2 separate regions of the Zea mays genome follow, and region 2 is linked to region 1. The links are chromatin contacts, called in public Hi-C maps. All regions are on one chromosome and are shown on one strand. The core of a region is the stretch at or near the end of the contact, and the rest is flanking DNA. Distances in the headings are between cores, read along the strand shown.

Region 1 (7,361 bases), core at 4,058-6,557:
TCAGGCCAATGCTGCCAAGCAAAGATTTTTATATGCAGAGATGTATAGTCCAGCTCGTTTTTATCACTGCCCATGGTTTACCCAATTACTCATACCGCTCTGAAATTGGGTATCGATTACTGCAACATTTTTAGGTATAATAATTTTGAGAGAGAACTTATAACAGTAGTCAATTATTTATGGTGTTGCCAGTAGGGCAAATATTTCTCCTCATATTATATACCAACTTGTTCTATAAAGCATTATTTCGATCTCTTCATTGTTCAGCAAAAAGAGAAGCTTTGGAATAGAACAGACAAGGCCAAGAATTCATATTTATCTGGGAAAAATCACCATATAACTAGCTTTTCATGAAACAAATGATGATAACTGCTTGGCAAGAACGAAACAAGACTGGTATCCGCCTAGGATCCGTCTTCAACAACAGATAGTACTGCTCTCATATGAAAAAATCATCAGTAGTAGAAAGGATACAACAGGTCTCTACAAGATCTTCATATTTCTATCATAAATTATCATCACTAGTAGTCTAGTGGTCAAGACATATGGCTCTTCTGGCTCCGAGGACCAAGAATATGTTAATGTCTAATTTAGCTACAAGCTTTGTGGTGATGTGGGATTTCATAGTTATTTGTCTACTCTTCTCACTTCTGGTAGATCGGAGGTAGATAATGGTAAGCATGCCAAAAGGTGGAATTCAGTGTAGTTCGGCTACATAAACCTCAGGTATGTGTCCATTCAGGACCGACCTTTACCATTTAGCTTACAGTGTATACCAAACTTGTCAAAGGACTATCCCGAGTCAATTCAGTGACTATAAGTATTTACAATTCTGAGAGATGTATGCGACACAAGCATAGATGTTCTTGATAGAACGAGTAAAATGGTTCGACAGGAACACACTATGATTTTCACACCAACGTATGAAAATTTTCTCAGAATAACCTCTCGGTATACTCGCAACTTCGTGTTGCTGGCGGTTACATGTCCTTTTATCTCATAGTTTGCTTCATGTCATTTAGCGACAAAGAGAGCAATGTGCTAGCATCTGGTTGAGCAATGTATGACTGAGATTTCTGATCTTAAATCATTTGGTAAGGTCTTTTTGCTTACTAATATAATCCCAATTTGTGATATCTTTTATGCCAAAAAGGCTTTCATGCATTATATTATATAACTTCGGGTAAAACTTTATGCATGAGGAGAGAGCAGAAATTAACTTATCTGTGTTTAATTCTATTTCAATTTAATTTCCCAGATTTCCAAGCACTATAGAGCTTGATATAGTTGTTATGGCCACTTGGCGATATATAAATATGATGCCACACAACACAATCAAACCAAATATAGAGCGAAAACAAAATTGTTTACGAAGGTTGCACATAATGTGACTTCAGGACCTTGAACAACCCACCATAATCCACGCGAGTATAAGGTCTAGCGTATCTGGCGTCAACACGTGTGCGGCCATCAGGGCTACGACAGTATAGCAAGCCTTCGTAATAAGCGCAACAGGCACAATTATAGATCGGTAATTGGGGTACACGATAAATCCACGCAACGTGCGCAACAGGCGCAATTGTGGCTCGCGGCAGACATACAGTGCCTATAGGGCATGCAAAAAATACGCGACTCAGCGATGGCGATCTGACTCAACGGGAGCGATCCGATTAATGGAGAGCACGACATAGCAATCACATGACGCAACCAAGTTCGAACGTCACAAATATTGCGTCGTGTTGTCAGGGCGCAGTCAATATTCAGCTAATGCCATAACTCAGCCGATTACCAACGCAGTCTGATCGGCGTGTCTGAGTACCCATTATACAATTTAATCGCTCGACGTGAGTCCGAAGGCTCAACACATAGCAAATATTTAGAGCGATTTAAGTATACACAATATATACTCCACATGCATTTAATAATTTTCTACTATTTACTTCAGGAAATAAAGCAGAAAAAAATAAATACCAATATTAATGCATAATCATAACACATCGGGTGTAAAAATATTTTTCCAATATTTAAGCATGCATTTTTTCTATTAATTATTTACAACAGAAAATAATTAATCGAGGTAGAAGCTGTAACATAAAACATGCTTTATTCTATTTGTTATTTTCACAGGAAATAAATAGAATAAATATGATATGTATTCATGTAAAATATAGAAAACCACATAAAAAATGGAAGTTGTTTTGCTTTTTTTTAACTGATCGTGTCGTCTCTCTCCGCGTAGCAAATGGATCTACATGACCATATCTTGCATGTCTCTGGCCATGTCGTAGTAGCAGGTAATAAAAGACGACCATGCAAAAAGAGTGGAGCGTGCATTGCTTTTTCTTTTTCCTTCGTCCATGCAGCCGGTTGCAAGATCCGTTTTTTTTTTGCTGCGCTTCACACAAGACTGCATGCGGTGTGCGGTCTGCGCTGCGCTATGGAAGGCTGGTTGCTTTGACTGCATGCATGCGCGGCCTCAGAACCAGTCATGCAGTTATCAGGTCATTGTGGATGCATGGAAACCGTATAGCGCTGCATCCTGCATGCATGCGGCCACTTTTTTTCAACTGAAAGCCGTTCGCAATTATCGGCACCACTCTAACCGAGTTCCCCTTTTATCCGTGCGAGGGAGAGAGTGGGGGTCGCGTGTTGGTAGCCTGGCATGCATCCTCGTGCCCCTGCGTAGAGACCGACCGTCATGTTCGATCCCTCGGGCCGGCGAGGCTCCGGCATGGCGCGGGCGTGCCTTCGGCTACGATGTGGCCTCGACGCGGGCACGGCTTCAGGCGCGTGCGCGTGTCCTTCGACATGGGTGCGGCTGACGACGCGAGCTGGCACGCACAGGCGCGACTTCAGGCACGAGTGCGACCTCCGGCGCGGCGCGGCGCGACGTTCCTGTGCGTTATGCATACCAGCATCACGCGATACAGACCAATCGTGTGTGTTCGTGATTGGCAATATGGATTCGACCACTGATTCGCTTTTTTCAGACGAACACATTAACAACAATATATGGTACCGTGTGATTGCGTAGATGGTAAATCGAAGCCTGTCGCGTAGGACAGTTTGGCGAGGCCAGGGACCTGCCAGCTTGACGGAGAGTTGATGCAGATCTGATCCCGCGGCAAGATCGAGGTAGAGCGTGCTGATAACGTATTGAGAACTACGTTACCACGGATCACCAGATCCGCTTCCTTCCCTCCCGTCAGCAGATTAGGCGCGAGAAGATGTAGAGAACCCGTCTCCCTTCCCATAAACACGACAGAGGAAACACACGAGACACTGGATATAGGGTTGGGCCTCTGGCCTCTTTCTCTTCTCTGTATTATGAAGGGGTGTACAGGTTCCTTATATAGAGATATGAGACCCCTCAGGGGCAAAGTCGGTATTTGCCCACATAACCTTAACTAGGGTTACTTAACACGAAGAAGCTGGGTGAATCAGAATGAGTCCTACATGTTGGTAACACAGGCCCAAGTGGTTGATCCGTGACTCAAAAGCCAAAATCCTTTATATGAAGAATGTGCAAACTGTATCCACACCATACTTGAAGTAGAACTGCAAATACTTGGTCATCGGGTGTTGATGTCTTGACAATTTTCCTCAGTGCACTGACATAGATGCAAATGGATCAGTCTTTAACAAATCTTCACCACCTTCAGATTGCCTGTAAGATGGTCTCAAACGTTACTCCCTCCCACACCATGTGTCAGACGAAGGAGTTCAGCCTAGGCTATCAAATAATAGACATATGGTGTTTTCTGTTATAAATGTCGACAAGCTGCTATACTGTGTGCATTCTACGTAGCGTAGGTCGTGATAGGTGCTGAAATCAACTGCTCATTGATATCAGCATGAGTGGAGGCCGGGCTGTTGTCATTCAAGAAGCTTGTTGCACGTGCCAACGCCGATGGCAGCAGCAAGATGCCACGCGGCGTGGATATAGGGAGTCTCCGGGAAGCAGTCGTCGGCGATGAACAGCGCACCTCCCAGCAGAGACGACACCTTGTGCAGGTTATGCGCCATCCTGAGCTCCGGTTCCATCGACGCTCTTCTCGCAAATGAAACCTGCTGGCGGCGTCCATTAGGATAGTTAATAATTAGTGTTGTGTTGTCTTCAGTCAATCTAGCTACAGAAGATACATATACATGTGGATTACATTACTTGCCTCCATGAGTCCAGTGTGGACAGCCGAAACCACCAGTGGCTGAAACGGCAGGAGCAACGCTGAAGCGGCCATGAGCAATCTTGGGTTCTCGTTGCCTACTGCTCTCGACAAACACTGCGTGGAACACGTACATACATAGTTGTTGTTGTCATGAACGACGTGCGAATTAATCCCTCGACTAGTAGCTATCCTCGATGCCGACGACCTACCAGAGTTGTGGTGGCAATCATAGTGTAGTCGGCCCAACGCAGGAGCCTCCGGATTCCTCCTCTGGAAGAATGGTACAGGCTCGACGCTACTCCCATCCCGACCAGGGAGTTGGCGTAGATAGCGGCGTTCAGGTTCTTCCTGCAGCATCGCGCGTTACTTAGTAGACTCCTCGCGCTGTGAGCACGCAAGCAAACAAAGCATATATGTTGCCTTGGAGCCTGCAGTCCAAGAACGATGAAGGGCAGCGAGGTGACGACGTTCGCGACAGTCTCGCCAGCATGCTTGTCACCTGCTCAAAACAGATCGAATAATACGCTTTTATTACTACTGGAAGCCCGAGATTATATGCATGGCAAGTGGTTACCGTACACGTAATGGTGCAGTGGATGGGCTTGAAGCAAGACGGTCTGTGCTGCCATAGCCTTCTGCGGTCACAAGAAGGCATTGCATCAGATCACCAAAGCTAAGAAGGGTGGACTTGTGTATGCGTGGTTAGGTTAGCTACTGCAGATTTTTGCGCTCACCGGATCTGCAACCTCTGCTGTGCCTGTGCTGTACCACCACGGCCACGCTTGTGGTGGTGTTCACAAGCTGCTGGTGACGACGACGCCCCACCGTCGGTCTGTGCCGGATCCGATGGACGGCCGAGCTGCACCCCGTAGAGGCCATCCAAGACGGTCGACGAAGGGTTGTTGCTACCGTTCTCGGCTCCCATCTGTCCTGATCCTGATCCTGTTCTCTGTGTGTGAGCTGATGAAACCACCTGTGCTCTAGCTTGAGACCTGTCAAACTAAGTACACTAAACAATGGGCTATTGCTATGCTAGGGAGGAAGACACGCACCGCGAGATCGCGCGCGCGTGTGGTAGTAGTAGTAGAAGTAGAAACCCACCCAGCTTGCCTCCGCCGCCCACCGGTCGCGGTCGTCGTCGCTGCCTGGCTGTCCGATCGCAAGGAGGGCGGATAAATAGTCATTGGCGTGAGCGTCGCGCCCGGCGCCGGGAGACGCCAAGACATGGGAGCGCAGGATGCCGATTCCGAGGGGATCTTCCCTTCGCACGCAGGACGTCCGCCCGAATATTCTCGCCCGCCGGGGTGTGGGGGCGGGGCGGGGCGGTGCATGGGTGCCAGGCTCATGGCCGCAATTGTGCGACAGGCTAGCTTTGTCGGCCCGTTAAGTAGCGGGCCCAAAGGGTGGGTGGAAGTAACGGAAGTGCGGAGTGTGCAGTGCAGCGTTGCATGCGCCTGCAGGCCGGCAAACCTGGAGCTGTCAGGTCACGCTTGGGCCCTCCCATCGGTAATTGTTGCGACGGCAGAGTGCCAGGCTATCTGCTCCTCGCATGAGCCGTCTGACTCTGACCGACCGACGCCTGCCTCCACGCTCGAGGAGCACGGCTCGCAGGTCGCTTGGCAAGGCATGTCAACAAAAAAAGGTTGCTTGGCTTGGCGTGGTACATACAGTAGTAGTAGTAGGATCTGTGTGTCTGCAACTTTGCGCTGCTCCGAGCTCTGCTCTCACCACGCGCTCTTGCTCCGCACACTTCCGTCAGTGATGCGTGTTTCATTTCAATTCACATGAGCGCCTTTGTCAGACCATCTATCAGAATTATGCCCCGTTTGGTTTAGGGTGACTAAAGTTTAGTGACTAAAGTTTAGTCACTTTTATTCCCTAAATAAGTAAGGCCCTGTTTGGTTCTTTTAGTCACTAGACTAATTTTAGTGACTAAAGTTTAGTCGCTAAAGTACCCTGTGTTGGTTCGAGTGACTAAACCGGACTAAAGAGCATTAATTGTTGTGAATAATTACTGTTTTACCCCTATTGATTAATGGATGTTTACTATAAGAAGAAAGTTGAGAGGGCAAATAAGGTAAAAATACTACTTTAGTCCCTTTTAGTCACCCCTTGGTGACTAAAGAACTAAAGTTTAGTAACTCTATTTTAGTCATCATGTTTGCTTCTTTAGGGACTAAAAGTGACTAAAATTTAGTCACTAAACTTTAGTCACCCATAACCAAACGAGGCCTAAATATGGTGACTAAAGTGAAGTGACTAAACTTTAGTTCTTTAGTCACCAAGGGGTGACTAAAAGATACTAAAGTAGTATTTTTACTTTATTTGCTCTTTCCACTTCCTTCTTATAGCAAACATCCATTAATTAATAGGGGTAAAACAGTCATTATTCACAACAATTAATGCTCTTTAGTCCGGTTTAGTCACTGGAACCAAACATGGTACTTTAGCGACTAAACTTTAGTCACTAAAATTTAGTCTAATGACTAAAGGAACCAAACAGGGCCTTAGTCCTGTAGCCGTGGGAACTTGTCAGAATTACTGTGTAGGTAGGTACTCTGTGGCTATATCCCAGCCGCTCTCCTATCCATCTCATCCAATATTTCAAGCTGCACTGTCATTCTACGGAGCAAAATCTCTTATTTTCCACGATCCAACGTAAGTAAATTACGACTAAGTTTGCGCTGCTCAGCTTCGTGCATGTATTGGATCCCTATCCAACGGTCCAGGGAGGCCAAATTCTTGAGTGCCACATGACCCCAAACCGCCGTCTATTCAGATACGATAAGGCACGCGCCACGGCTGCCGTGCAAACCAAAAGCATACCACAGGGAAGCCGGAAGCCTTCGCCGCCTCCGCGTGTCCGGCGATGGACACCGTCGCCTCATGGCGCCTCCTCTCCCCGCCTCCCTGCCCGCAGCAGCTACCCAAGCGGCAAGCGACCTTCGCGGCCTCGCCACGGCAGCATTCGGCCAGCTCCAGCAGCGCCAAGTTCAGGCTCCTCTGCCACCTCCACCTCCATGACAAGATCGATACACATATAGCTACCAATAATCTTGCATTGGTTTCGTTGCCATTGCCGGCCACCTCACCCATATCGATCTCGCCTACAATTCCTGCCGCGCCGCGGTGTCTGATCGTCCATGCTCTTTGTTCTGTTTCCCGTTTGCTTCTTGGACGAGACGACGAACG
Region 2 (7,308 bases), core at 172-2,671, 400 kb before region 1:
CATAATATTCAAAATTTATGTTGGTATCTGATATCCTGGCTCTGTTGCATTTTGTGCTGCCACTAACTTGTAATATCCTTCAAAGTTTTTTTAGATTTAAGCCGCCGTTTTAGCTAGAGAAATCTTTAAAGCTAGCTAGAGGTACGCCAAAAAAACATCTAGATTAATCTTTTTTATTTACATTCTAGATTGAATGTATTTGCATGCAGCACACACACACCTCCAGCTGTGCCATCATTGGAGGCAAAATAAACAAAGACCGTCTGTCTCTTCACTTTGTCATGTCATTATAAGGTACTAGTTCCCTTTTGATGTGTCTTTCCGACTTTAGCCAACTCGGCCGACGTCGTAAGTGGAAGGCATAGTTTTATAACAAAGAACATAAGATAAAATTAAAGTCGTGTGATGATTTCATATAATACTCAGCATTATATTATAGTGTGTTCTGTCACATTTATTTTTTTTTTAGAAAAAATAATCGAACTGCTCACGGCCTTGTGTCTGGGCCCAACGTGACTCACGACCATTATGCGGGATTCAATCTTAGGCAAGAAATGGACCACAGTGTCTGTATGAAGCTGGGGCAGGATCATGGGCCCTTTTCTCCATGTAAGCCCATCAGCGTAAGCTAGGTCCCATTTGTAGTCAGAATGTTTTTTTTTTCTGATTTGAATTTGTAGTCAGGACTGAAACTGCAGGCTAATAGCGAGTTATTGAGGTCACCGTGGTCTGGTTCATGCTGGCGTGCTATATACTACTTCGGCTTAGGCCCGCAACAGTGTCTACACACCGCAGATATGCTTGTTGGTTCATGGCCGTTCTGATTCCCCGTCATTCTGGTTTCTGTCATTGTGGCGTTCGATGACAGTAGCAGAGACGACGCGTGACGCGCCCTTTTCCGACCTAAGGGCATGTACAGTGGTGTTTAATGTGGGGGCTCTTAATGTGTTTTAGGGGGTTATTTGCAAAAAAATCTTAGAGACGTCTCTCCGTGAAGAGACGCCTCTGGCTCGTAAACCAAGTAACAACAGACGCCTCACTTCCCACTGTACGAATTTGTCGTCTGTTCTATCGATCTGATGCTATACAAATACATTTAATTCTGTATTTATTAATAGACTACGTTTAGAGACACTCCATTGTACAATAGAGTCTCTTAGTTGTCTCTTGTGCTTGGAGAACCGTTTTGGTGTCTCTGCACTGTACATGCTCTAAAACGTGATCCTAGGTTCACATATCTTATCAGAGTTATTAAAACATGACCCCATTTGAAGCGACGTCCGCACTTCACGGGACATTCGCCCATCGCGGATCGACACGTTGACACCGCTCCAGAGGCACGGACGCGAGTCTTTCATCCAATGATGCTGCAAACGCTGAGCAGTTCTGTGTCCCTCCCAATGTTCTCTTCCCTCCCTCCCACGCCCTCCCTCTCCTATCGCGTCCCTGCCTCCTCGATCTCGCCGTCGAGCCTGCGTCCTCGCCGTCGTCCGTGCCAGGCCGGCTCCACCAGCTTTCCTCGTCGTGGCGTCTCCAAGAATCAGTCCTCCTCTCCCCCGCTTCCCCCGCCCCCGGTCGAGCTCCGCCAGCAACCCCTCTACCTGTTCACCCGACGGCGACCTCCGTGGCCGACTTCTCTTCACTCTCGCCTCGCTTGCCACCTCTGCCGAAAGTGTAGTACATCGTCGGGAGGAATATGACGCCATCGGGCTCCTTTAGCGGGGAGGCACTTCTATCTTGGCCTAGGCCTCGTCGTGGCCCCACATCCAGTTGCCACGGGATATGGATTGGGGCGTTGCTTCGCGGCGGCGGCGGAGGCGTTTGCTAGCTGTCGGCGGCATTGGCGCCTGCCACGACCATCGTCAACTGACAGCGACGGTGCGTTCGACGACCGGCAGTAGCCTGCGCTCCACCCAGCCGCGCTTCCTCCTGTGGACATAAATCTACCTCTACTGGGGCACTGGGCTGGTCCCATCTTCCACGCGGCCCTCCCCTCCACTCATGACGACGTCGGGTTCAACGACCGGCATCATCATGCGCTCCAACCAGCCTCGCTTTCTCCCGTGGATACGGATCTACCGCTGCTGGGTGGCCCCAGCTTCTGAGCGGCCCCGCGTGCAGTTGCTGGTGAAGACTGAAGAGGATTTGAGGACGTCACGAGTGAGCTTGCCAAGCCTTGTGCTCGCCGAGCGTGCGGGCGCACGTCTCCACAGCGATCGCATGACGTAGCTGGGGCCGGGACATGGACGTCATCGCGAATCTCATCTCTACGGACAGAGCGGCTGTATGTTCCTACACTTTATTACCTCCTCCCTCCTCCTCTGCATCCCCATCTCGCGCTTTTGGAGCCCTTCGCCTACATTTTCCCCAAATCCATCTTCCTTTGTCCTTATTGGTTTACCTCGCTGCCACCGACTGTCGTCCTCGTGGCCTCATGGGTTGCTCTCAGGGGGCCGTTCGTGACCTAGGATGTGTGAAGTGCTATTGTGGGTACAGGTTTGTTTGGCTAACCAAAGTTGTGTATCTTTGTCCACTACTTTGTGTGTATTTTCCTTCGATTCATGGAACAAGTCCTCGGGTATGTGTTGGAAAGTGGAGAGATGAGTACAAGTAGAATTGTAGACCAACAAAAAGGATACAGGAACATGCTTGCACTTCGCATTTTGTATGGAAATGGCGTGTCTTAATAGAAAATGATGGCACATATAATTGGTAGGTTGGAGAGGAATATTCATTCGTTCCAGAAAGAAATTTCCACTTAATTGCATTTTTTAAAGAATTGAGAGGTATGTAGATTATTATTTTTAGAAAACAACAAACCAACTATTAATCTTCTAGAATATACCGCATAAATAGAATGAGCTATGTTGGTGTGTCAGGATTTGTAGTTTTACACTTGCTATGCTAAATCTATGTTTCTATAGAAATTCATGAGACCTTTCTATATTTTAGAACTTCAAAAATGTTTGAAAATTTTCTGAATTTACAGAAAAATCTTATTTAGTTTCTAAACTGAAATCTGCCTCAATATACAGAAACAATGTACAGGGAGTAAGTAATTTACGTCTAAATCAGCCCAGTATTTTTAAAAAACTTGATGTATATAGGGGTATGCCACAACAATCGAAAATAAGCACAGCTGACACCAACTATACTAGGAGTAAACCTTACCGAGTGAATACCAGACACACACATCTTTTGTATTATGTTCAGAGCGCATGCATCCTAGAAGTGAAGCAATCTTCTTCCTGTCTAGACCTTCCCCTTCTGAAATTGCTCCTCTAATGCTTGATGACATCCATTCAATACAAAAGTTCTAAGTGATACAAGAAGATCGCTCTTTGGTAGTGAACTAAGAAGACGACAATCCTCGATAATCAGAATCCCAAGTGCATAAAAGGAATCCATATCATGCAGCAATTCCAACTCTAAGCATCTTGTAACCATAAGCTCACTAAGGGAGACAAGGCCTTGCAACTCTCTTTGTGATGATAGTGCATCACAAGATTTTATGACCAGTTCCTTCAATCTTGTCTGGTAGACAGCACTAGACAAACACATTACTTGAGGACAACATCTCATATACAAATTTCTTAAGAGATGGCATGTCATTTAAATAGGCCTTCATAGATGGAATTTTAGGGGCCCAAAAAAATGGGGACCATGTTCAATCGAACAGGTTGCACGTGCTTGTGCACGACCCTGTATGAAAACCAATGCTTCTAATCTCTTGAAAATGTGATCCAATCATATTTATAAAGGGCCAACTGTTTTAGTATCCTCAAGTGCCACATGCTTACTGGTGGACAAGGCATCTCAATGATGTCACAATCTATTAGGCACAAAGTATCAAGTGATGAGAGTTTATTCAACTGCTTGGAGAAAGAGGATGGTTTTCTGGTAGCACTGCACTAACTGAAGGCTATTAAGTGAGCATTTGACTTAGGATGATTCTCATTAAGGCCTACTTGAGTTCTCATTAAGGCCTACTTGAGGAGCATACGTGCTGATAACATTGAGAACCAAGTCCCCAATGACCAGTTTGACTAGGATGATTCTATCTCCTAGCCTCCTAACATCTACTACCCCATCTTTAAGGCTCTTATCGATCAAGACGCCTACTCCATTCTTGTTTGCTGCAGTCCCCGTGTACCACAACTTGAAGCTTGTACCTTCCACTTCCTTCGCCTTTCTGTCCTTTCCACTTGGTCTCTTGAACGCATAAAATATTTACCCGTCTCCTCACCGCAACGTCGACTATTTCTCATAACTTACCTGTTAAGGAATCTACGTTCCAACTACCTACATGGACCCTAGTTGGCTCGACTAGCTTCCTTACCCTTCGCACCCGTCGAGGAAGATGCAAAGACCCTTGCTCATTTTCCACTACACCCGGGCACCAATGTAGTGCGCCACTAAGGATGCGACGACCCGATCCTTGCTCACTTATCACTGGCTCCAGATCAAGAGACGACGCGTCACTTAAGGGGTGACGGCCCGGCCCTTGCTCATTTAACACCATACCCGGGTTCCGATATGGCACGTCGCTAAGAGGGTTACGCCCCAATGATTTTCTTTGTGGTTTCATCTCCATAAGATTTGGCTGGTTTTTACGTTGGTTTGCCGGACCTAACACAACCCTCCTCCTTTACCGGGCTTGGGACCGGCTATCTAAGATTAATTTGATAATGCAGCATAAAACGAAAAACCTAGATGTACTGGTAGATGATATCCACGACATTAGAACAGAACAAATCTGAACTAACTCAACAAGATTAACGCATAAAAGAAGAATCGACAACGGATCTAACCATAAGATCGTCATCATAATAAACTAAAAATATAGATTTACTCATAGTGATTTCCACGAGTGTTAAAGAACTCGAACGGACGTGCGCGAAGCACTTCCCAGAAACCTGATTCGCCGACACCCATGCAGGTCGTCAAAACACTGGCGGTGGTTCGGAGATACCGCTCTCCCTTGATCTGCTGCACGACAGATGAAGGGACGGTACGACAGAGAAGCGACGACGCAGAGAATTGAGAAGAAGAGGATGAGTCGGTTGCTATTCGCCTGTGTCCTCCGCCTGAAGGACGTCTACCTTTTATAGACGGGCCGCCGAAACCGCTTGATTCGATCTGCAATATTTCAGGAACCACCCCCTGGAGTATCTCTATGTGCAACCATCCGAAGATCTCTCACGTAACGTGTGTGCCATTACTCCTGGTTGACGTGGCAGTCTAGGTGTGATATTTGATAACCAAATAAACAAAAGGCAAAAATTAAACTACCATTTAGAACACGTCACGACGCGATCGCGCATCGTCGCAAGTCGCAAGTCACAAGTCACGCGATAAATAACGCGAAACAATGCGAAACGCGAGCGAGCACGTGCGTGTGGCAGCCTCCATAGCCCTTTATTTGTCTCATGTAAAGAGTAGGGAACACTCCCACATATAAGCTGGTTTGCTCCTATCTAGATGAGCGATATGGGACTAAAGTCCCGTGCCATCTCTACACACCACATTGACTTCCTTATTGAATTGGGCCACACACTAGTGGGCCTAATTCCAACAATCCCCACCAAAGCCAAGGTCTCCAATTGACTTAATCTCTACGCTTTCATATACCAGCTTTACAGTGCAGACCCGATACGGGTTGAGCTACACCTTGCAGTACAGGATTCACCTCCTCACGACTTTGCAATGGGCAAAGCCTTGAATTTCTAGTCTTGTGTAAGATGGTTTCACCTATAGGCATCACTGATACTAGGCCGCCTAAAGTCATGCCTCTGATTGGAGCGTTCCGATCATGCTCCCGTGTCTTTTAGTGAATTTATTTGAGATTACCCACATCTCATAGACTACGACCTCATAGTCAAACTCACATAGGTGTATTCTTACAAGTGTACCCTGCAGGGCAGTACCTTGCCTGTTACAGGCCTCAGAATACCTTAAGACAAAAGTCAACCTCCCTTGCAGTACTAAGACTACGCATCTTCTAGCGGGAAACGAGTAAAATAATGTACTCTCTTGTTATACAAAACAATTTGTTCTTCCCAATTACTAATTCACGGGATCTCCGATCACATATATTGGGTTACCACTGTATGATAACATCACGTGGGCTTCAATCCATCTCCCTTGATGCTCCATCAATCATAGCACGTGCTAATCCCTTTGGAAAAGGGTCCGCCATGTTTCAATCAGTATTAATATACTCTACGACAATCTCTCCAGTATTTCTCAAATGCCTTACTGATTTGATACGCCGTTTCACATGTCTTGAGAACTTTGAATTTTCCTTTGCATTGCCTACAATTGTGATCACGCTTTAATTATCACAATGCAATAGAATGGCTGGTACCGGTTTATCAACCATTGGCAAGTCCATCAAGAGCTCTTTCAACCACTCTGCCTCAGTAGTGGCTGACTCAAGTGCTACAAGTTTTGCCTCCATAGTAGACTTCATTAAGATAGTCTGCTTACGAGACCTCCAAGAAACTGCAGCCCCCCCAATTGTGAATATGTATCCACTTGTGGCCTTGATCTCAGTCGCATCTGAGATCCAGTTGGAATCAGTATACCCTTCAAGTACAGCAAGGTACCCAGTATAGTGAAGTCCATACGCAGAAGTACCTCTCAAGTATTTCATTGCACATTCTAGTGCACACCAGTGATTGCTTCCTGGATTAGAAGTGACATGAGGGAACCAATAATTTGTGAGTATCTCAACTGATTAATTCCTTGTCCTCTATTCTTGTGAAGCTTTAGACTAGGATCAAAAGGTGTTGGAGAATCTTTGGAGTCAGAATCCCCAAAGCGGTTTAGAATGTTCTCCATAAAATGAGATTGTTTCAGAATAATCCCATTCTCACCCTTAATCAGTTTTATGTTTAATATAACATTTGCCTCTCCCAAATCCTTCATATCAAAATTTTGAGATAAAAATGATTTCACATCATTTATCACATCAATACTAGTCCCAAAGATTAGTATGTCATCCACATACAAGCACAATATTACTCCCTTACCACCAGCAAACCGATAGTACACACAAGTGTCAGCTTCGTTTACCACAAAGCCTGCTAACGTCAGAGTTCTATCGAACTTCTCATGCCATTTCTTTGGCGCCTTCTTGAGGCCATATAAGGATTTCCTTAGTCTACACACCATGTTCTCCTATCCATGCATCACAAATCTCTCTGGCTGCTTCATATAGATCTCCTCGTCAAGCTCACCATTAAGGAAAGATGTCTTCACATCCATTTGATGGATGAGTAGATCATGAATCGCAGCAAGTGCTAT

What was found. A called contact is a pair of places that touch in the nucleus more often than the background predicts.
Region 2: a Hi-C map of ear shows a contact between it and region 1, with 1.7 times the contacts expected there. The contact joins the promoter of LOC100191264 here to the promoter of LOC100272638 in region 1. A contact is called at or near these places in 3 of 25 Hi-C or Micro-C datasets (ear, leaf and tassel).

Annotation. Positions count from the first base shown.
Region 1 is chr2:185,115,112-185,122,472 of Zm-B73-REFERENCE-NAM-5.0, reverse strand. LOC100272638 reads right to left here and starts at 5,307. Exons shown (of 7, transcript NM_001353541.1): 1 at 5,222-5,307; 2 at 4,904-5,149; 3 at 4,749-4,804; 4 at 4,590-4,668; 5 at 4,379-4,517; 6 at 4,170-4,283; 7 at 3,291-4,068. The coding sequence starts at 5,094. The coding sequence ends at 3,877. It overlaps LOC109944586, which reads left to right and starts at 7,032. Exons shown (of 1, transcript XM_020549358.1): 1 at 7,032-7,361. The coding sequence starts at 7,039.
Region 2 is chr2:185,512,779-185,520,086 of Zm-B73-REFERENCE-NAM-5.0, reverse strand. It overlaps LOC100191264, which reads left to right and starts at 1,421. Exons shown (of 1, transcript NM_001136698.1): 1 at 1,421-2,705. The coding sequence starts at 2,243. The coding sequence ends at 2,614.